Linked DNA regions of Mus musculus: all the other regions are linked to region 1. A link is a contact called in public promoter capture Hi-C data. All regions are on one chromosome and are shown on one strand. The core of a region is the stretch at or near the end of the contact, and the rest is flanking DNA. Distances in the headings are between cores, read along the strand shown.

Region 1 (2,735 bases), core at 192-2,691:
AAAACAAACAAACAAACAAACCCAGAAAACACCAACCAACCAACCAGAAAAAGAAAGAACAACAGAAACCTAACCAAAATTTGTTGTATTATTCCTAAGTACCATTCTCTCTTGGCCAATGATGTTCTCCTAATTAAAGATCTACTCCAGGTGAGGCACAGTAGTGGCTGTGGGTCATCATGTGGGTGCTGGAAATTGAACCCAGGTTCATTGCAAGAGTAGCAACTGCTCTTAACCACTGAGCCCATATACCCCAGCTTTTTATGTGGGTGCTAGAAACTTGAACTCAGGTCCTTGTCCTTTCATGGGAAGCACTCTTATCTACTGAGCCATCTCCCCAGCCCCATCTTGTCCCTCTCTTTTCTTTTGTATTTTTCAAGACAGGGTTTCTCAGTGTAGACTTTGCTGTCCTGGAACTTGCTCTGTAGACAAGACTAGCCTCAAACTCACTACATCAACCTGCCTCTGCCTTTGCCTCCTAAGTGTTGGGACTAAAAGCATGTGCCACCACACCTGGCCCATTTCTGGCTTTTTTTTTTTTTTTTTGGTTTTTTGAGACAGGGTTTCTCTGTATAGCCCTGGCTGTCCTGGAACTTACTCTGTAGACCAGGCTGGCCTTGAACTCAGAAATCCTCCTGTCTCTGCCTCCCGAGTGCTGGGATTAGAGGCGTGCGCCACCATGCCCGGCTCCCATTTCTGGCTTTTTATGGCCAAAGACACTACTTATAGATTTCACTTGCTTGATAGTCATTGAATTTCATTTATGTAACACAGGACTTTGATCTCAGGGTTAGCAATGGTAGTTCATACTTTCTGAGCGCTAAACTCAAGGTTTCCTGGAGTGAGTTCTATCTGTCCCTGGCTTGCTTGGGGAGAGAAAAGGCTCTTCTGAAAAAAAAGAGGCAATAATAGCTTAGGATGTTATCGGAATCTTGCATTGATGTTGAGGCTGCTGTTACATGCACACTTGGCTCAAGTCTCTAGGTCTCAATCTTTCTGCAGATGCCAGATGTATGAACTTTAGGAGGGTCTGGTTTTCTAAAATCACAATTAGGGAGAACCAAGGACCCTGAGTTCTCTATTTTCCTAGTATTTGGAATACAGAGGAAGCGCTAGTCGCCATCTTGCTATCAAATGCCAGGCAAGGAGCCACTGGCGTCGTTTGGTAACCACGGTGACACTCCGGCTTTGCCTTCTTAGAGACTGGAAACTACAATTCCCATCAGCCGACTTCCCCTCCGGGCTCTCGAGTGCTCTACATTTGGCTTGCACACAGCCGCGACTCTACGCAGTGACCCGTGGGAGTTGCTGTTCGCCGCGTAGCCTTGCCTTTTGCCGCTGGAGCCTCCAGAACTACAAGTCCCGTGAGGCAGCGGAGTGCGCACGCGCAGAGCCGCGGTCCTCCTCGGGCCCCCTGCCAGTGCCAGGAGGTAAAAAGAGAGGGCGGGGGAAGGAAGAGGAGGCGGGATCCGGACGCTGCGTTGGCTGCGGCCTGGCACGAAAGGGGCGGCCCCGGCGGAGAGCAGACCCAGTAGTCCGGGCGATTATGGACCCGGCAGAGGCGGTGCTGCAGGAGAAAGCGCTTAAGTTTATGGTGAGGAGATGGGTGCGGGCAGGGGACTAGTGGAGGCGGCTGCGTTGGCGTGTCGCTGAGCTTAGGCCAGGGTCACCCGCTCACCGCAGGAGGGGGCAGTGGGACTGGGGGCCAAGGCCAGTGGCGAGGCGGAGGGAGGGACTGGACCTGAGCTTGGGGGAGGGTGCAGGAGGGTACAGAGGGGACCCTGGGGTGGGGGCAGCAGCTCCGCCATCTTGTGGAAGAGAGGCCAAGTGACAGCGGGAGCTCATTCGAGGTGGGGGCTCCTGGCGGCGCGCGGGGCCCCAGAGGGAAAGGGGCGTGGGGACAGTTACTGAAGAGCGGAGGAACCCGGGTGGAGAGACGCCTGTGGACGCTGGCAGGGGCCTTCCCGGTGTCAGGGTTACGGGTAAGGCCTGGGAGAGGAGGTGCACTCAGGAGTGGGGAATAGTGGAGATAGGATAATGGCAAGACAGACACTGGGGGCAGGGGGAAACTGGGCAGGGCTGGAAACTGATGGCTGTAACGGCGAAAGTGGGAAAACCATGGCTGGGAGGCAAGTATTTTTGTAGGATGGGCTGAGAAGATAGCCTTTGCCTAAGGGCTAAGGGTGGAATCCCAGTTAGCTCTACTAATGTTGGCAAACTCTGGAAGAGGCCTCATTTAAGAAGATAAGGACTCAGACCTAGGGCTATGGTGACAGTTCCTGGGAGAGAAAGACAGTGTTGATTGTGAGCTAGAATTACAAATATCAGAAAGGAGATACGTGCTCTGTTTTGAAGGAGAGGGTCAAAATTATTTGTGGTAAGGACAAAGCGATGAAAGAAATGTAGTTACAGGTGAGTGGGGACAAGGTTAATAACCAATAAGAGAAATCAAAACAAAACTTGGGCCTTCAGTGGTGAGGTAGTAAAAAGTGGGGGAAGCCAGGTGCTGTATTGCTTTCTGTGAGAAGAAAGTCCTTGGAGAAATGAGATGTGAGGAAATTTCAGAGGAAGGATGTAGGGAGTAGAGAAAGTGAGATAAGTCGGGATTGGTGGTTGCCCGTGAGTTTTAGGTTGTAGTACAGAGTGAGTATTGCATTTTTAGGGTCTGTGTCAACCCCTTAGGCCCTGTTTCTGTAACTTTGTATGGTGGTTCTCCTTTGCTGTGCTTGTCTTTG
Region 2 (2,700 bases), core at 192-2,691, 1.1 Mb after region 1:
GCGCCGCAATCCTCCTGCCTTCTCCCGCCCCCATCTTGCCCTCTTCACTCTGCTTCGAACCCATTGTATGCGGGGCAGCTGCGAACCGGGGCCGGAGACAGTGTGCCCAGTGTGCCCCGTCAGTGGGTCCCGCGGGCCGAGGCTCTCCCCCACCCGTGCTGCTCCAGGCAGAGGCGAGAGAGGCCCTTCCTCGCTGCGCTGGTGGCGGGGACCGGCGGGCCGCACCCCCAACCCCAGCGTGAGCCCCTAGTGTCCCTTCTTAGAGGGAAGAAAGCGGAGAGACCTGAGACAGAAAAAAAGCAGCTTCTAACTGCCCGGCCCGCTGATCATTTTTATTATCGAGATTATTATTAAAAGGGGGCGGGACCCCAGGATGCGGAGAAGGGGGCCAGAGACGCAGCTATTTCTATTAAACAGATTATTCTTGAAATAATACACGCAAGATGGCTGAAGGTGGCTGTGATGAGTGTTCGGGCTGGGGGGTGGTTTCTTCCTCTCCCCCCTTTTTTTTTCTTTTTTCTTTCTTTTTTTTTTCTTTTTTTTTTTTTTTTTTTTTGATCTAAGGATAAAGCTCTGAAGCGACAGCCGCAGCGGAGACCCTGCCCGGAGTGCCCGCCCTCCCCTCACTTGAGAAGCTGCGGGAGGACAAACGGACCCACGGACAGAGCGACGGGCGCGGGCCCGCCCCGGACGCGTCTCCCGGGCAGCGCTGGGGGCAGCAGGCGCTCGTCGTTCTGCCGACTTCTTCCAATTTTAATCTTTTTAAAAGATTTTTTTTTTTTTTTTGGAAAGGATCGGGATGGGTGGAGCAGAGGTAGAGAGAAATCAAGACTTGGCATTTTTCTCCTTCTCTCTCTCCTAATTTGTTGGAGACCACCAGCCCTCCCCTTGGAGGAAAAAAAAAATCCCACCAAAGGGAGGGTGGAAAAGCGAGCTACAGGACCCTCAAGCGCGCGCCCGGACCCCCAGTCCCCACCGCGGCCGCTGGGAGCTCAAGATGGCTGGGCGCTGAGGACGCACCCGGCCCGGCTGGCTCGGCCTGGCCCCGCCGCCGCCGCCGCAGGCTGGCTCCGACCGCAGCCCGGAGCCTTCCAGGCCGGAGCAGAGGCCGAGAAGAAAAGAAAGTGGGGGGGAGGGGTGGGGTGGGGGGGCGAAGGGGGAGGGCCGGGCGGGGGGAGGGGAGGGCCGGGAGCCGAGCCTCCTGTTCATTAGCAGTTGAGAAAAATTCCTTTCTAGTTTGATCAATCCTTGTTTTCCTCAGCGCAGGCGAGGCGCCCGCCCAGTGCGGGGACAGGGAGTGGGGTCTCTCCGCGGCGGGGGCGCCCTGCGCGGGGCCTCCAGGGAGCGCAGAAGTAGCGACGAGGGGGTCAGGCCGGAGCACCTCCCGGGCTTCTCCCTCCCTCCCTCCCTCCCTCCCTCCCTCCCTCCCTCTCTGGTTGCCTTTTTTTTTTTTTTTTTTTTTCCACTTCTCTCCCTCCCCCTTCCGTTTCTATTTGTGAAGGGAGGAGGAAGGCAGAGGCGGGCTGGTGTCTCTGGCCGGGGACTGGAATTTCATCTGAATGACTGCCCCAGCGCGCACGCAGCGCCCCGGAGTCGGCCCGCCCGCGCCCTGCCACCCGCAGCCGGCCGGCCAGCTGGGGGACGCCTGCGCCACGGCCCGGGGACCGCTGGCGCGCCTTGCTCGCCGGCTCCGGCTCTAGCCAGCCTCGGCGCGGCCGAACTAGCTTCCCGTGCCCCCTCGGACCTCGGCCGGGATCCAGGCGAGGAAGGCGCGGCTCGCACCAGCCAGAAGGTAGCCACTGTCGCCGCCAAAGGAAGAGTGCGGCTCCCCCGCTCGGTGCGCCGCGGGGCGCGCCCCGATGTCAGCCGCGGGGCCGAGCGCAGGCCGTGGGCCGCCGCTGCCCTAGCCGCGCTGCCCCGGAGGCGGCCTGTTATATGGAATTTGGACCACAGCGCTCTCCTCCAGGGCTGGTGCCCGGGCCGCGGCCCTGGCGCAGCCCGCCGCCTCCCGCTAGCCACTCGCCAGGAGGAGGAGACGCAGCCGGCGGCGCGCGCGGCGCGAGGACCCAGGCTCCCTCCTCTGGGGGGCGGGCACGCGGAAGGCGCTGGTGACTGAGCGACTGGCGCGGCCGGCGGGGACCGGAGCTCCGGGCTCGGTGGGTCCCCAGCTGTACCAGACGGATCCCCAGGGTTGGGGACTTAGAGAGGTCTACCCGGGCCCCCTGCCCGCAGCCGCCATGGCGGAGAATTGGAAGAACTGCTTTGAGGAGGAGCTCATCTGCCCCATCTGCCTGCACGTTTTCGTGGAACCGGTGCAGCTGCCATGCAAACATAACTTCTGCCGGGGCTGCATCGGCGAGGCTTGGGCCAAGGACAGTGGCCTTGTGCGCTGCCCGGAGTGCAACCAGGCCTACAATCAGAAGCCGGGCCTGGAGAAGAACCTGAAGCTCACCAACATCGTGGAGAAGTTCAACGCCCTGCACGTGGAGAAGCCGCCGACGGCACTGCACTGCGTGTTCTGTCGCCGCGGCCCCCCGCTGCCGGCACAGAAGGTCTGCCTGCGCTGCGAGGCTCCCTGCTGCCAGTCTCACGTGCAGACGCACCTGCAGCAGCCCTCCACCGCCCGCGGGCACCTCCTGGTGGAGGCGGACGACGTGCGGGCCTGGAGCTGCCCGCAGCACAACGCCTACCGCCTGTACC
Region 3 (2,700 bases), core at 196-2,695, 1.0 Mb after region 1:
GTTGGCTGGCCGCCCTGCCTTCAAACTATGGATGTGAGGAGGACGCGGGCGGCGGCAGCTGAACCCGCCTGACAGGCCGAGCCAGTGACAAAGAGCTGGCGGCCTAGGCTGAAACCGCGGAAACAATCCTTCCTGGAGGAGAACACAGTCCCTTTAAAGATAGGAAAGATGCTACTCACGTTGTCGATCACAACAGGCTGGTTGGCGATCACATCGTAGGACTCCATGGCAGAGGAATCTTTCCCTCCGAGGAAGGAACTGCCAGCCCGGTCCGCAGCAAACGCCACTGACACGCATGCGCAGTCTAGTCGCCGGTACTGGGCATCCAGGGAGCCGCCCGACCTCGCCTCGGAGGAACTACAATCCCCAGCATTCTTTGCCCCAGGGCTTGCGCTCCAAACCGGGTCCCAGCCCGATCGGATTTAGGAGATTGGACAGTGTATTTCCTACACATGGTGGGGTCTGTAGTGTTTGTAGATTAAAGAGCCACAGTGTTGATGATTATCTTGCATGACTGGATTTGAGATCCCTTCGAAGGGGTTTCCAGTACACTCTTAAATTTTGGAGTCTGAAGTACTTGTGAGTAGTTGGGTTTGGATTTGTCAGTACTTCAGGGGCGGTTGAATTTTACAGAGTAGTTCTATCTCTCAGCCATTCCTTCACTTGGGCAATACAAACCATTAATAAACATCTGTCGCTCAGTGGTAGAATGCTTGCCCAACACATATCCCAGCAGCACCGGGAGTGGTGCTGGAAGCCTTTAATCCCACCTCTTTCGAGGCTAGTCTGGTTTACAGAGTTCCAGGACAGCGAGGGGCTATAGAGAAAAACCCTGTCCCGAAAAACAAAAAAATGAAACAAAAAGCAAAACAAGACAAAACCCATGAAGCAAAAGCCAATGGAGGTTATAAAAAAATACCTGTACGTTGGATGCCACAAAACCACGGGCCTAAAATATCATCTAAAGGTTTAGAAATTGTTTTATTATTTTTCTTGACCTTGATGGATGACAACATCCAGGCGAAGAGAAAGAATAGGTAAATTTTTTTTAAAACAGCCAGGCATTTTCCCCAGGCACATTTCGAGTTACCCTTTTTGTCAATAGTTCCAAGAAATATTAGAGTTGTAACATTAATAATAATGACATACTGTCTAATGAATTAGTTGTCAAGCTTATCTTAAAATTGTGTATTAGTAAAACAATATTAAGCGCTTCTTAGTAGTTGTGTAGAGCTTTCATAGGACCCTGGCGCCTCAAGGTACCAAGTCTCTGTTCTAAACTGGGTTCCTCCTAACACTAGGGGGAGGCCAAGATCCTTGGGACGCTCCCAACCCAGGGGCAGGGAGGCGGAGTCTATTGTCAAGTCACGCCTTCCCCACTTGTGACTGGCAAAGACACTAGCCAATAGGTGTCAGGAAAGGGCACGCTGACGCCCCGCCCCTTGGAGCTCCCCGCGGTCCCACAGCATCCTCTGGCCGACGTCTTGAAGGCTCCGGCTTGGGCGGACGGAGCCTCGTGCGCAGGCGCGGAGTTAGACCTCGCCGTAGCCCCCATCGCCTCGGGGAGTCTCATCCACAGTGGGTCCGCTGGCCCATAGGGGCGCTTTCCCTCCTCTACCCTCCCGGGTTCTCCGCGCGCCCTACGCGCCCCAATGGCGGAGCTGCGGCCTAGCGTCGCCCCCGGTCCCGCCGCGCCCCCGGCCTCTGGCCCTAGTGCCCCTCCGGCCTTTGCTTCACTCTTTCCCCCGGGACTGCACGCCATCTACGGAGAGTGTCGCCGCCTCTACCCTGACCAGCCGAACCCGCTCCAGGTTACCGCTATCGTCAAGTACTGGTATGCTCTGGGCCTCGGGAGGACGGGGTCCGGCCGGGAAAGCTTCGAACACCCGGGACGAAGTAATTTGCAGAAGGGGGAGGAAGAAAACGGTTTAAGTACTGGGGAACCAGGAGCTTCCTGGTGCTGTGGAAGGAGTTAGGACAGAAGTTGGGAATGGGGACAAAGGGTTAATGGATCCCTTGAGTAGTGAGGGGTTAACCCGGATTAGGACAACCGAGAACTGGGGGTGTATACAGAAGCGGAGGGGGGACTGTAAGAGCGAACTGTAAACGTGGAGAAAGGAGGGGGCGCCTGTGGTGGGTCATTAGTGGGCTTGGGGGAGCCAGGGGGCGGCTGGGGTGGGATGGGGGGGGGAGTGAGGCGGGGCCTGGAGAGCATTTGAGAGGGCTTTGGAGGGCACAAGACCGCGTAGTCTAGGGCGGTCCGGGAACCAGGACGCCCCTGTGGGTTAGGAGGGAGCAAGATGAGGGCATTGTGCCTTTGATGAGGGAAGAGTTGAGGAGAGGCCTTCTTTCAGTCTTCTTTCGGGACCTTCCCGAGCGCAGGAGCTTCTGTCATTCAGTGCGAAGCTGTTGCTCTTGAAGTTTGACAGAGCAGCTCTTCCAGATAAACTTTTTGCTTACTCTGCACAGTTCTCTTTCTCTCTGCAGAGCTTGCTTCTGGCTTTGCAGCTGCTTTAGCTTTAGGACGTTAGTTAAGAACAGGTTTCGGGAGAGCCAAGCATTAGCTCGGGATTGAAGGGGATCATAGCTCGCCACCAGGTGCGTGACAGAGACCTGAGTGGGCAGGAGGAATGAAGAAGCGCATTCTGTCTTGTCTTCGTGATTTCAGCCGAAGTTTAAAGATGCCCTGTAAAAGATCAG
Region 4 (2,700 bases), core at 7-2,506, 1.7 Mb after region 1:
AGAGGGACAAGCCATTCACACCTGGCAATAGGAACAAATAAAACTAAAATGTCCTGTCCTTGCAGTCATGTGCAAGCTTAGAGCCATTTGGTAGTGGAAAAAAATCACCAAAGACTAATAATTGTGAGCCTGTGAGTTAGTATTTTTTAAAAAAATGTACTACTGTTGAACAGCAGCCTGCTACAAAGTCTAAGCTGACAGGTTTTGCTTCTGTTTCTAAATAATCCAATAACTACTATTAAATACCACCAGCCTTTCCATGTGAAATGGGCATTTCATTAAAGTCTTGGGGTGAGCAGCTGCCCTTGCTTTGTAACAGGCTCCTGGATACAGCTATTCCCGTCTTATGGGCACCTATCTGGAGTAGTGCCATCACCAGGTATAAGGAAGATGAAAGTCAAAGGACCACAAGCAGCAAACAGCCTCTGTGGAAACCCTTGCACTGATCAAACACGGCAGTGACTCTCAACCTTCCTAATGCTGCGACCTTCCTTCTGTTGTGGTGAAACCTCTCTTCCCCCTCCCCCAATAAAATTATTCCGTTGCTCCTTCACAGCTGTAATTTTGCTACGGCTAGGAGTCTCGTAATGTAAATAAATATTTTTGGAGATAGAGGCTTGTCAAAGCGATCATGATCCACAGGTTCAGAACCGCTGGGATACAAAATCTAATCCGTTTTTAGAGCCCAGGCCTGGAGAACCGCAGGGCCATTCCACGTTTACTCTGGTTTTGACAAAGGCCACGGCGCAGGTAAAGGAGACCTGGTTTCCCGATCGCAGCTCGGAGGAAACAAATCGCTATGGCCATAGAGGCCAAGACACACGAACTCTGCCAGAGATGGGGTCAAAATCCAGAGTCCTCTCTCAACATCCACTGGATGGATGACCTTGGGGAGCTCCCCTCTCGACCGGCCTCACTCCCAATCCACACTGGGAAGTGGGGCATAAGGCTCTCCGCTAACCGTGCGAGCCCTGGGGCGCTCGTCACTCGCGGTGCTGAGGCTTCCTAGATCCGCCATGGGGCCCTGACCCTCATTTTCTCCAGCGCCTTTCCCATTCCCCAGCGTCTCCCCGCAAAAAGAAAACCTCGCGCTGTTCCGGGGCTGGAAAAACGGCCAGACTCTAGTCGGCCCTACAAAGCTCAATCACCGGACCGAGCAGCCAAGAGCGCTTTCTCACCCACCTTCGTCCGAACCCCAAACTCGGCGGCCGATGTCCTTCAACAAACCTAGCGACGAGCTCGGCCCGACCGGAAGACGCCCCCTCCCCGCACGCGACCGACAGGCCGCGACGACTCGGCCCTCGGCGTGGATTGGCTATAAACGCCAAGTCCCGCCCTTCTACTTCCCGTTTCAGCCGGCGTCAGACCCGACGTCAGAACGGAAGTAGCCCTGGTCTTACCTACGCTCGTGGACGAGTCGCGTGGAGCTGTCGGCTCCCTGTTCTGCGCGTGCGATTGCGTTGAGACGCTCCGTGAGGTATGCGGCGGTGGGAGCCTTGGGGCTGATGACACGGGAGCTTCGGCGTGGAGGGAGGAGACTTCATGCCTGTCACCTCGGCTTCCTGGCCTGGGTCTCCGGGTTTCGTGCTAAGCACAGTTGGCTTGGGATGGGAGGTCTTATTCCCTCAATCCCCTCGGAGCTAGCAGTTCATGCAAGCCATGCTGTCCTCTGCAGGTACCTTAAGTGCCTTCTCTACGTGATCGCCAGACTGTTTGGTGCCTCGGTCTCATCGGGTCTATAATGGGAACTATAGAGTCCCAGCGAAGTAGACCTTGTGAGCTATACTGTTTCTACGAAGCATGCACCCATAACAGAACAAACCTTACATTTTTCGTTCGTCGTCCCTTTCACAGTCTCACTCGGCTACTAAAGTTTTCTTCCTAGGTATCCCAGAACCAACCAGGCTGCCCTGCGTCTTCATTTATACCTCGTCTTGGTTCTCATGGTTTCCCTGATGTGCATCGTTTAAATCCTTACACTGGCTTTCACTTCTGTCCAATCTGTAGACTGAGGAATATTCTCCATTATTTTGTCACGTTCCCCATGGCTCTGAAGTACCAAGTAAACGCAAACTATTAATTTTTTAAGTATCTTTCACCAAAGAGCCAAATTATTTTCTAAAATATAAGTTGTTACCATGCTTTATTTTCCCTGTAGCTTAATTGAATAATTCAGCTTTTTAGAAAGCCTTTGAAGAGTTGTTTGACAGGCAACTGGTTGGTGTATTTTGAGAAATAAACTTTTTCTTTCTTTCTTTCTTTCTTTTTTTTTTTTTTTTTTTGAGACATAGTTTCTCTGTATAGCTCTGGCTGTCCTGGAACTCACTTTGTAGACCAGGCTGGCCTCGAACTCAGAAATCCGCCTGCCTCTGCCTCCCAAAGTGCTGGGATTAAAGGCATGTGTCATCACGCCTGGCAAACTTTTTCTTGTTTCTCTGTTGTTGTTGTTGTTGTTGTTGTTTTTAGCATTGTCTACCATCATATTTCTATTTACTATTATTATAGTTATTTTTGAGACAGGGTCTCATTATGGAGTCCTGTCTTGTCTGAAACTCACAGAGATAGGCCTTCCTCTGCCTCCCAAGTGCTGGAGTTAAAGGCATGGACCACCAGACCCGGTTCTTTATTTATTTAATGTACAGCTCAAAAGCATCATTCTTATGAAGTGTTCATCTTTACAGAATCCTGCCACTTCTCTTT
Region 5 (2,700 bases), core at 51-2,550, 1.7 Mb before region 1:
CAGAGAAACCGAAACCGTTTTTCTTAACATGCCTTATTCCCACATCCATTCCAGTCTGGAACTCTCACTTTTGACTGCACAATGATTTTTTTTTCAACCACTCCCAGGTTAAGATTTAATACGTACTTTTATCTAGCTGAGAGATCCCAGATTCCGGTTCCTGCCCCGTCACTTTAAAGGAAAGACGCAGCAAGGAGCTTGTGAAAGCGCCGACCCGAAGCACATCTCAACCCAAGCTATCGGATAGAGTTCACCGTCTGATTTCATGCCAGCTGGTTTGTTATAGACTTACCTGTGCTTCGGGATCCCCCCCCCCCAATCCCATCCCATCCCTGCTTAGTCCCAATCGGGATCAAGTCTTTGGCTGACAAGATTTTTGCTTCGCCTCACTGACCGTTAGAAGTAAGTCCTGGTTCCTGACTGAGCTCATCTACCAGCCAGGACTTTGCTTGCACGGAGTATTGGCTCAAACCGTGTGTAGAGGTAGGAGCCAGGAAGAAACCTATCAGCTCTGGGTCTCAGTTGGGATTCTGGCTCTAAACAAGGTTCAGGGTCGGGTCAGCCCCAGGTCCGGTTCGCAGCCTGGTCCAGGTCTCACCTTGACGCAGTCGATCGGGTACATCACGCAATGCTCCAGGATCCCTGCCACGGCGCCCGCCACCATGTGCGTGGTGACAGTGGCTCCAGCCGGCAGCGCTTCGTATTCCGGGCCGGACTCCGGATCCAGCCGTACAGGGGGCTGATAGGCCCCCGCCTCCCCGCCGCCGGCCCCCCGGCCCACGCCCCGCTGCAGCCACCCGTCCAGCAGCGCCGACTCCCCGGGGCTCCGCCCGGGCCCAGCAGCTGGTCCTCCCGCCACGCCGCCTGCACTCCGCCCCTCCAACTCCATCCACTTCGGCCAGCCGCGGCGCCCACACGCGCCGCCGCTGCCGCCACCACTGCCGCCGCCCCCCGGCCCCGTTGCGTCCGCCTCAGGCGCGGCCCAGAGAGCCCGGGGCCTCCGGCTCCCGCTTGGCCCCGAGGACACGCCCCCCAGACAGCCATTGGTGTAGGCCCTAACGTGTCTCCGCCCCCTTTTTACGGAGCCAAAATGTATCTGTGTTATTCGTCAGATAGCTTGTCATTAGTCCCGTAGGTCCCACCCCTTCCCCTTTGATCTTGGAAGCGTCTTGTTTATTGGCTCTTGATTGGCGGACTTGCCCGATCGACCCGCCCCTAGCGTTTCGGAGGCGGGAGAAACGTAAAGCTGAACTTTGATAGGCTCAACCGCTCTAGCTACTTTGGCGGTGGCCATTGGCCCGAACCACTTCGTTCTTCCATTGGATGTGGAGAGAAGCGCCTGGAGGACAGGGACCGGCTCCCGGCTGTACCCCGGCGCGGCGTGCGTGGCGGTCGGGACTGCCGGGGAGAGGGGGCGGTGCCAGCCAGACCTTCAAGGTCAAACCGCTGTCGGTTGCCGTTAGGACGCGTGCTCTGGCGTGCACCGGGTGTCGAGTAGCACGGTGCGACTGTTCCCGCGGGATCTCAGGCGGGGGCGGAGTCAGCCCGGACCCTGCGTCCCCTGGCACGGCCCAACCCGCCGCTAGGGGAGATCGGCTGTGAGCCTCGGGTGGCTCTGGAGTGGTGTGCCATCAGCGCAGATCCGCTCGCCTTGGGCCTCCCACCCAAAGCCGCCTAGTGAACCCTCCAGTGGGTGGACCGATGAGCTCTCATTGGGTGGACTCTGCGTTGGGAAAGGAGAAGGCGAAATGGGATGGTTCGGAGGCGACGACAGGTGTCAGGGTCTTGGAGCACCATCCCAATCGCGGCAGAGCAACTGCTGATGCCTGGGAGTGGAGCTTGTTCCGAGACATACACTTGAACTTCGTATCCCGAGCTCGCTTGCTGATAAACTCCACCGGGTCTGATGGCTGTCCGCTCTCTCTCTCCGGGACCGCTGAGCTGCTGCTTCTTGAGAACCGCTCCCCGGTTGTAAAACGATGCTAGGGACGTCTGGTCCTCAGGGCCACTACCTTGAGCAGAAGCGGGCACTGAAGCGACTCTCGAGCCTCAGCCTCTACTGAGGAGCGAGGGCCCCTTTCCGCTCGCTGGTTCTGCAGGCTACCTCAGGCTCCCTTCTCAGCAGCGTGTTTGCACACGCTTCCCCAGTTTCTAGCTCTGCCTTTACAACCTATTTTAATGAGATGATGACGCAATTGCAAACTTTTCCATCTTTTCGTAGCGCTTCCTTAGAACGGTTGGAGGCTTTTCCATTTCCTCTCTAAAGCTTAGCCCTTCGGCGGACGGGTCTTTCAACTAATCTTTGGCAGTAGTTACTAACGTTTGTGTCGTGATCTCTTGGAAAATAAAGCTCTTAAGTTCCCAACCCCATCCCCAGTCACACACAAAACTGCTTTTTATTTCGGGTTTCAGCGTGAAGGAGATTCCGTTAACCTCGGGTTAAGAATTCTTCCCCACATCATATACAGACTTCTTGCTACCCTGCACTTTTCTCTGAGAGATGAATAGATCTCAAAAAAGCCTCCACCCCCCAGTCCTGTTAAAATATCAATTTTCTTCCCTGACAAATTAATGACAATGCCTGCTATATCCCGTCTCTTCTTATCATATTTACTTTTTTATGGTCCTAAAATGATCATCTCAGTTCAATGACTTCTCATGGTGAGAAATAATACTCTACATTGTCCTACAGTGACCCAC
Region 6 (2,700 bases), core at 29-2,528, 1.4 Mb after region 1:
AAACAAAACAACAAAAAAAAAAAAAAAAAAAAAAGAGAGAATTGCGAGGATACCGCTGAAATGAGCCCAGAAATCACTCGTCCTGGAAATTATAAAAAACACTGTGGGTGTTCACAAAAAAGGAAGAGTATTGTGTTTATGGAATACAAAGTAAGATCAGGAAAAACATTTTAAAACGCGCTTCAGTTGGGAGGCAGAAAGTTCAGTTTGGGAGCTACTGTGCTACCGCATCTAGTCTGATGCAATGGACTTGAGAGTCCTGGTGAGCTGTGCTCCACAATGAATCTTCTCCGGAGCTAACAGCGTTTGACCTGTGCATTTCATAATAAGCTTTCATGGGCCTTCTCAGGTTGCTCTCCCCTTCCTATTTCCCCAAATTGCCTGGGTGCACGTTAAAAAACAAAACAAAACAAAACAAAACAAAACCAAAAATAGGGTCCATCTCATTCTGTGATTATAGCAGGACTACAGGAGAATCCCTGTGATGACAAAGTTTGGGAAGCTGACCACACTTTGAGAGGTTTGTTGAGAGCTAGAAAACAGCAAAGGTCGTCCGTGAGGGCCGGCAGGTGGCGCCACATGATCGTGAGCAGCTGAGGGCTCACAGAGTCACGGAGACCGCAGGTCCTCGGCGTTGCTAGGGCCACCCTGTCACCGCGAATCTCCAGAGGAACCGCATGCAGGGGTAGTGGGCTGGGGGGCTTGACTAGTATCCCGATTTGGTTTTAGGCTATGTGCATCGTAAGCTGTCTCCAGTCCGGCTCTGGTGCTCCCAGGGAAGGAGGGCTCAGCCCATTCTGCGGCGACACGGAGCCCCGTGGAGCCCGCAAGTCCCTGCAGCAAGGACCCGAGGCCTCGCGCCTCAGGGCAGTATTGCAGGGCTGCCAAGCCGCGCGCGAGGATCTACTACAGAGACCCCACAGGGAGCGCCGCACCCGCGGACCGCTCCCTTTCATTGGCCGCCTGGAGGAAGACCACGCCCCCATCCCTACAGCGCTCATCTTTGACTGGCTCTTGCATCCGGGATGGCCACGCCTCCTCCCCGCGCATACACAAGAGTCACGCGCCTTTCAGTTGGAAACTTGGCATGCAGAGGAGGACAGTGGCCCTCATCTCCCCGCCCACCTCCCGTGCCATTGGTGCGGCACGCCGACTGCGACCACGCCCCCATTCCAGCCCCCTGGCTGGGAAGGCGGGCACCCGCTCTTGATTGGCTGGCAGACCTGCCTCTCGCGGGAGAGGCTAGCACGCCCCTCCCTCCGCTCCCTCCTCCCTCGAGCCCGGGGGTTCCTCAGCTGGCTCAGTCCGAATCAGTGTCATTCAGAGAGAAGGACAGCTAAGGGCTGGGCGCGAACGCGCGGTTGCAGTCCTGCTCGGGCGCCGGTGCCTGCGCTCGCGCCGCCGGGTGGGAAGGATGAAGCCTCAGCTGGAGCAGCCACCCTATGATTGGCTGTGGCGCTTGTGAACCCGAAGTAAAGATGGCGGGCGGGCAGGCAGCCGCCGCACTGCCCACTTGGAAGATGGCGGCGCGCCGCAGCCTCAGTGCCCGCGGCCGGGGGGTCCTGCAAGCAGCTGCGGGCCGGCTGCTGCCGCTGCTACTGCTGAGCTGCTGCTGGGGAGCGGGCGGCTGCACAGCGGCCGGCGAGAACGAGGAGACCGTGATCATCGGGCTGCGGCTGGAGGATACGAACGACGTGTCGTTCATGGAAGGGGGTGCTCTGCGGGTGAGCGAGCGGACCCGGGTCAAGCTGCGGGTGTACGGGCAGAACATCAACAACGAGACGTGGTCCCGCATCGCCTTCACTGAGCACGAGCGGCGCCGGCACACACCCAGCGAGCGTGGGCTGGGGGGCCCCGCGCCTCCGGAGCCGGACAGCGGCCCCCAGCGCTGCGGCATCCGCACCTCAGACATCATCATCTTGCCCCACATCATTCTCAATCGCCGCACATCGGGCATCATCGAGATCGAGATTAAACCGCTGCGCAAGATGGAGAAGAGCAAGTCTTATTACCTGTGCACGTCTCTCTCCACGCCCGCACTAGGCGCCGGCGGCTCCGGGTCTGCGAGTGGCACCGTCGGGGGCAAGGGTGGCGCGGGGGTGGCCGGACTCCCGCCTCCTCCGTGGGCCGAGACCACCTGGATTTACCACGACGGTGAGGACACCAAGATGATAGTGGGCGAGGAGAAGAAGTTCTTGCTGCCCTTCTGGCTGCAAGTGATCTTCATCTCGCTGCTGCTGTGCCTGTCGGGCATGTTCAGCGGCCTCAACCTGGGGCTCATGGCTCTGGACCCGATGGAGCTGCGCATCGTGCAAAACTGCGGCACGGAGAAAGAGAAGAATTATGCCAAGCGCATCGAGCCGGTGCGCAGGCAGGGCAACTACCTGCTGTGCTCGCTGCTGCTGGGCAACGTACTGGTCAACACCACGCTCACCATCCTGCTGGACGACATTGCGGGCTCAGGCCTTGTGGCGGTGGTGGTCTCCACCATTGGCATCGTCATCTTCGGAGAAATCGTGCCCCAAGCCATCTGCTCCCGACACGGCCTGGCGGTAGGGGCCAACACCATCTTCCTCACCAAGTTTTTCATGATGATGACATTCCCCGCTTCTTATCCGGTTAGCAAACTGCTGGACTGCGTCCTGGGCCAGGAGATAGGCACGGTCTATAACCGGGAAAAACTGCTGGAGATGCTCCGGG
Region 7 (2,700 bases), core at 42-2,541, 1.3 Mb after region 1:
TCCACATGGTACACAAACAGATAGGCAGGCACATACTTATAAATAAAATAAAAATAAGAAATAAACTATAAGTAAACAAATGTACAGAAAGCAGAGCTGACCTACAGTAAAATTTTGTTTGAATTTTTTTTCTTTTTCCTCTTTTTTAAAGATTTATTTATTTTATTTAGGTGAGTACACGGTAGCTGCCTTCAGATGCACCAGAAGAGGACATCAGATCCCATTACAGATGGTTGTGAGCCACCATGTGGTTGCTGGGAATTGAACTCAGGACCTCTGGAAGTGCAGTCAGTGAGCCATCCTCCAGCCCAAGAATTTTCTTGGATGAACTTTTTTTTTTTAACCAACCTCTACAGACTCTCAATTTAGGATTTTCAAGTTCCTATTGCTATCCACTTCTTTCAGAGGTCCCAGTGTACATCATTTGACTCCATTGCTTTGGGATTATGGCACCACAGTGCACCATGTGGTGGAGGGTTGTTCACTCCAAGGTCGGGATGGAAAGAGAGACAAAAAGGGACCAGGATCACAATATCCCTTCAAAGGGTATACTCCAGGGACCTAACATCATAGTAGGACTTGCTTCCAAAGTAATTATAAGCAGAGTTTTAATTAAAAGGCTATTCATAAATACAAACTACTAATGATTAAAAAAAAAAAAAAAAGCCAGGTGGTGGTGGCACACATAGATGGATCTCCGTGAGTTTGAGGCCAGCCTAGTCTACAGTCAGGACTACACAGAGAAACCCTGTCTTGAAAACACATACGCACACACACACAGAATTTAATGATGTTGACATTTCTTTACCTTAGTCATTTGAATTTCATTTTCTTTGGCCTGTGCCCTTTGCTAATTTCAATAAAATATGTTAGAATTGAACAGGGTCTCTATTTTATTTTATAGATATTTTATTTTATAGATGTGGTCTCATGTATCACAGGTCGGCCTCCACTTGCTATACAGCCAAGAAAGACCCTGAACTTCTGACAGAGTTGTATTAATGTGCCTAGGTAACGCAGTGCTGGCCCTAAAACAGATAACAGAAGACACAGGGGTTGAGTAATTTGTAGCCACATCACTCCTTGGGATGCTATCCAGATCTTCTGACTCTAAACTAGAGATTCACCTAAATTATATTCTATCCCCTCCAGGGTAGCCTGCCTAAACGGTATCCTCCTTCCATGTCCATCAACTGAACATTTTAAGTAATTTTAGTAAGCAGTTTGAGCTAAGCGCATGCGGTCCTTCCTCTTCGCACGATTGGACGGTTGCGTCTCTTTTGGCCCCAGGGACTCGCCGTCGTCCGGCTGCGGGTGATCGCTAGTTGAGGTGATGGCGACTGGGACGCCGGATTCGCAAGCCCGATTTGGTCAGTCCGTGAAGGGGCTTCTCACGGAGAAGGTGAACACCTGTGGCACCGATGTAATCGCGCTCACCAAGCAGGTGCTGAAAGGCTCGCGGAGCTCCGAGGTGAGCGGGGCGTGGGCTCCCCGGGCCCAGTCCTCCTCCCAGCGCTGGCTCCGGGAGAGGCGGCGCATTGCATCCTGGGGAGTGTAGGCTTTTGGCCCAGGCGCGTGTTGCATTCTGGGTGAGTTTCTTCAGTTTAGGTTGAATGCTTGTAGTTGGAAGAGATGATGGGTGGGAAGGGGAGAAGCACAGGCGGGCAGATGAGCTGCGGCTCCTACACAGTGCCTGTTTGTGTTCATGGGCGTCTGTAGTGAACATCAGTCGCTTTTCGAATCTCGGCTTGGCGATGGCCTCAACTTCCAAGATTTCTTACACCTCTCTCTTTGTGGGTTTATTCTTTATATTTCTGGCCAAGCTCTTCACTGTTTCCTAGACAAGCTTTTTCTTTTGCCCTACCATCTCCTCCCCCTTTCTCCATCCTCCATCCGATTCTATGAATGGAATGATTTGATGACACGTACACGCTGCTTGTTGAGGTCGTTATCTGCCCTAGAGAAACCGTGTGCCCACACAAAGACACGTACATGTTCATACACTTTTCCTCATGAGACAACTCACACGCTCATGGACAGGTAAACGGGCATATGAGATGCAATGACCTCGTCTTTGGTATGTATTTACTAATGGAAAATTAAACGTATGGCGGTGCCTAATGGGCACACCTTAGTCTGAGCTCTCAAGAGACCTGGGATACAGAAGGGACTGCTTAGAAAACTTCCAATTTCACCTTCCTTAGTAACCCCTACCTTAGTAACCCTTCGGCAAGTGGTTACCGTTTCCAACTTAGTTTTCATAGGAACGGCACCTGCTTTCCTATGTAGTTGCAATAATGACACACTATGTTCTCAGGCCTTTGGATCTGTGCATGGATGTTCACAACATCTGACTTATATTACTTTAAACCTGCAGTGTAGCAAGAGCTGGCTTTCACTGACAGTGGCTGCAAAACAAAATAAAAATCCCATTACAAGAAGTGCTCGCCCTTACTGTATAACAGCTGTTGACATTGCTGACCTGATGATCTCTGGTGACATGTTTTGCATGTGGTCCCATCTGACACGTTGCTTTTAGGAATCTGTGTCAGGGGAAAGTTTGAAGAAATTAAAGAATTGTTATATTGCTTTTTTTTTTGCAGATATAAATTATGCAAATCATGGTTTCACCATTTGACACTTTATCATGGTTGCACAGAGTTCCTGGGTCGTTTTTTGTTGGCAGTCAAGTTGACTTTC

The links. Promoter capture Hi-C pulls out the DNA fragments that hold promoters and counts their contacts. Capture Hi-C pulls out chosen DNA fragments and counts their contacts.
Region 2: a contact with region 1 is called in a promoter capture Hi-C map of liver, with 3 times the contacts expected there. The contact joins the promoter of Trim8 here to the promoter of Btrc in region 1. A contact is called at or near these places in 2 of 39 promoter capture datasets (liver and pre-B cells).
Region 3: a contact with region 1 is called in a promoter capture Hi-C map of pre-B cells, with 2.5 times the contacts expected there. The contact joins the promoter of Sufu here to the promoter of Btrc in region 1. A contact is called at or near these places in 2 of 39 promoter capture datasets (liver and pre-B cells), 1 of 484 Hi-C or Micro-C datasets (CD8 T cells) and 1 of 9 other capture datasets (liver).
Region 4: a promoter capture Hi-C map of liver shows a contact between it and region 1, with 2.9 times the contacts expected there. The contact joins the promoter of Atp5md here to the promoter of Btrc in region 1. A contact is called at or near these places in 1 of 39 promoter capture datasets (pre-B cells) and 1 of 9 other capture datasets (liver).
Region 5: a contact with region 1 is called in a promoter capture Hi-C map of hippocampal neurons, with 3 times the contacts expected there. The contact joins the promoter of BC037704 here to the promoter of Btrc in region 1. A contact is called at or near these places in 2 of 39 promoter capture datasets (hippocampal neurons and pre-B cells).
Region 6: a contact with region 1 is called in a promoter capture Hi-C map of pre-B cells, with 3 times the contacts expected there. The contact joins the promoter of Cnnm2 here to the promoter of Btrc in region 1. A contact is called at or near these places in 1 of 39 promoter capture datasets (pre-B cells) and 1 of 9 other capture datasets (adipose tissue).
Region 7: a contact with region 1 is called in a promoter capture Hi-C map of pre-B cells, with 2.8 times the contacts expected there. The contact joins the promoter of Borcs7 here to the promoter of Btrc in region 1.

The regions. Positions count from the first base shown.
Region 1 is chr19:45,362,293-45,365,027 of GRCm38.p6, forward strand. Btrc (beta-transducin repeat containing protein) reads left to right here and starts at 1,442. Exons shown (of 15, transcript NM_001037758.2): 1 at 1,442-1,594. The coding sequence starts at 1,547.
Region 2 is chr19:46,500,207-46,502,906 of GRCm38.p6, forward strand. Trim8 (tripartite motif-containing 8) reads left to right here and starts at 1,442. Exons shown (of 6, transcript NM_053100.2): 1 at 1,442-2,700. The coding sequence starts at 2,238.
Region 3 is chr19:46,395,451-46,398,150 of GRCm38.p6, forward strand. Sufu (SUFU negative regulator of hedgehog signaling) reads left to right here and starts at 1,446. Exons shown (of 12, transcript NM_001025391.2): 1 at 1,446-1,834. The coding sequence starts at 1,653. Actr1a (ARP1 actin-related protein 1A, centractin alpha) reads right to left here and starts at 291. Exons shown (of 11, transcript NM_016860.2): 1 at 180-291. The coding sequence starts at 227.
Region 4 is chr19:47,089,391-47,092,090 of GRCm38.p6, forward strand. It overlaps Atp5md (ATP synthase membrane subunit DAPIT), which reads right to left and starts at 1,257. Exons shown (of 4, transcript NM_023211.5): 1 at 1,183-1,257. Pdcd11 (programmed cell death 11) reads left to right here and starts at 1,376. Exons shown (of 36, transcript NM_011053.2): 1 at 1,376-1,477.
Region 5 is chr19:43,673,878-43,676,577 of GRCm38.p6, forward strand. It overlaps BC037704 (cDNA sequence BC037704), which reads left to right and starts at 1,301. Exons shown (of 1, transcript NR_045645.1): 1 at 1,301-2,700. Slc25a28 (solute carrier family 25, member 28) reads right to left here and starts at 1,004. Exons shown (of 4, transcript NM_145156.1): 1 at 599-1,004. The coding sequence starts at 889.
Region 6 is chr19:46,760,331-46,763,030 of GRCm38.p6, forward strand. It overlaps Cnnm2 (cyclin M2), which reads left to right and starts at 1,279. Exons shown (of 8, transcript NM_033569.3): 1 at 1,279-2,700. The coding sequence starts at 1,443.
Region 7 is chr19:46,688,615-46,691,314 of GRCm38.p6, forward strand. It overlaps Borcs7 (BLOC-1 related complex subunit 7), which reads left to right and starts at 1,292. Exons shown (of 5, transcript NM_025563.3): 1 at 1,292-1,471. The coding sequence starts at 1,334.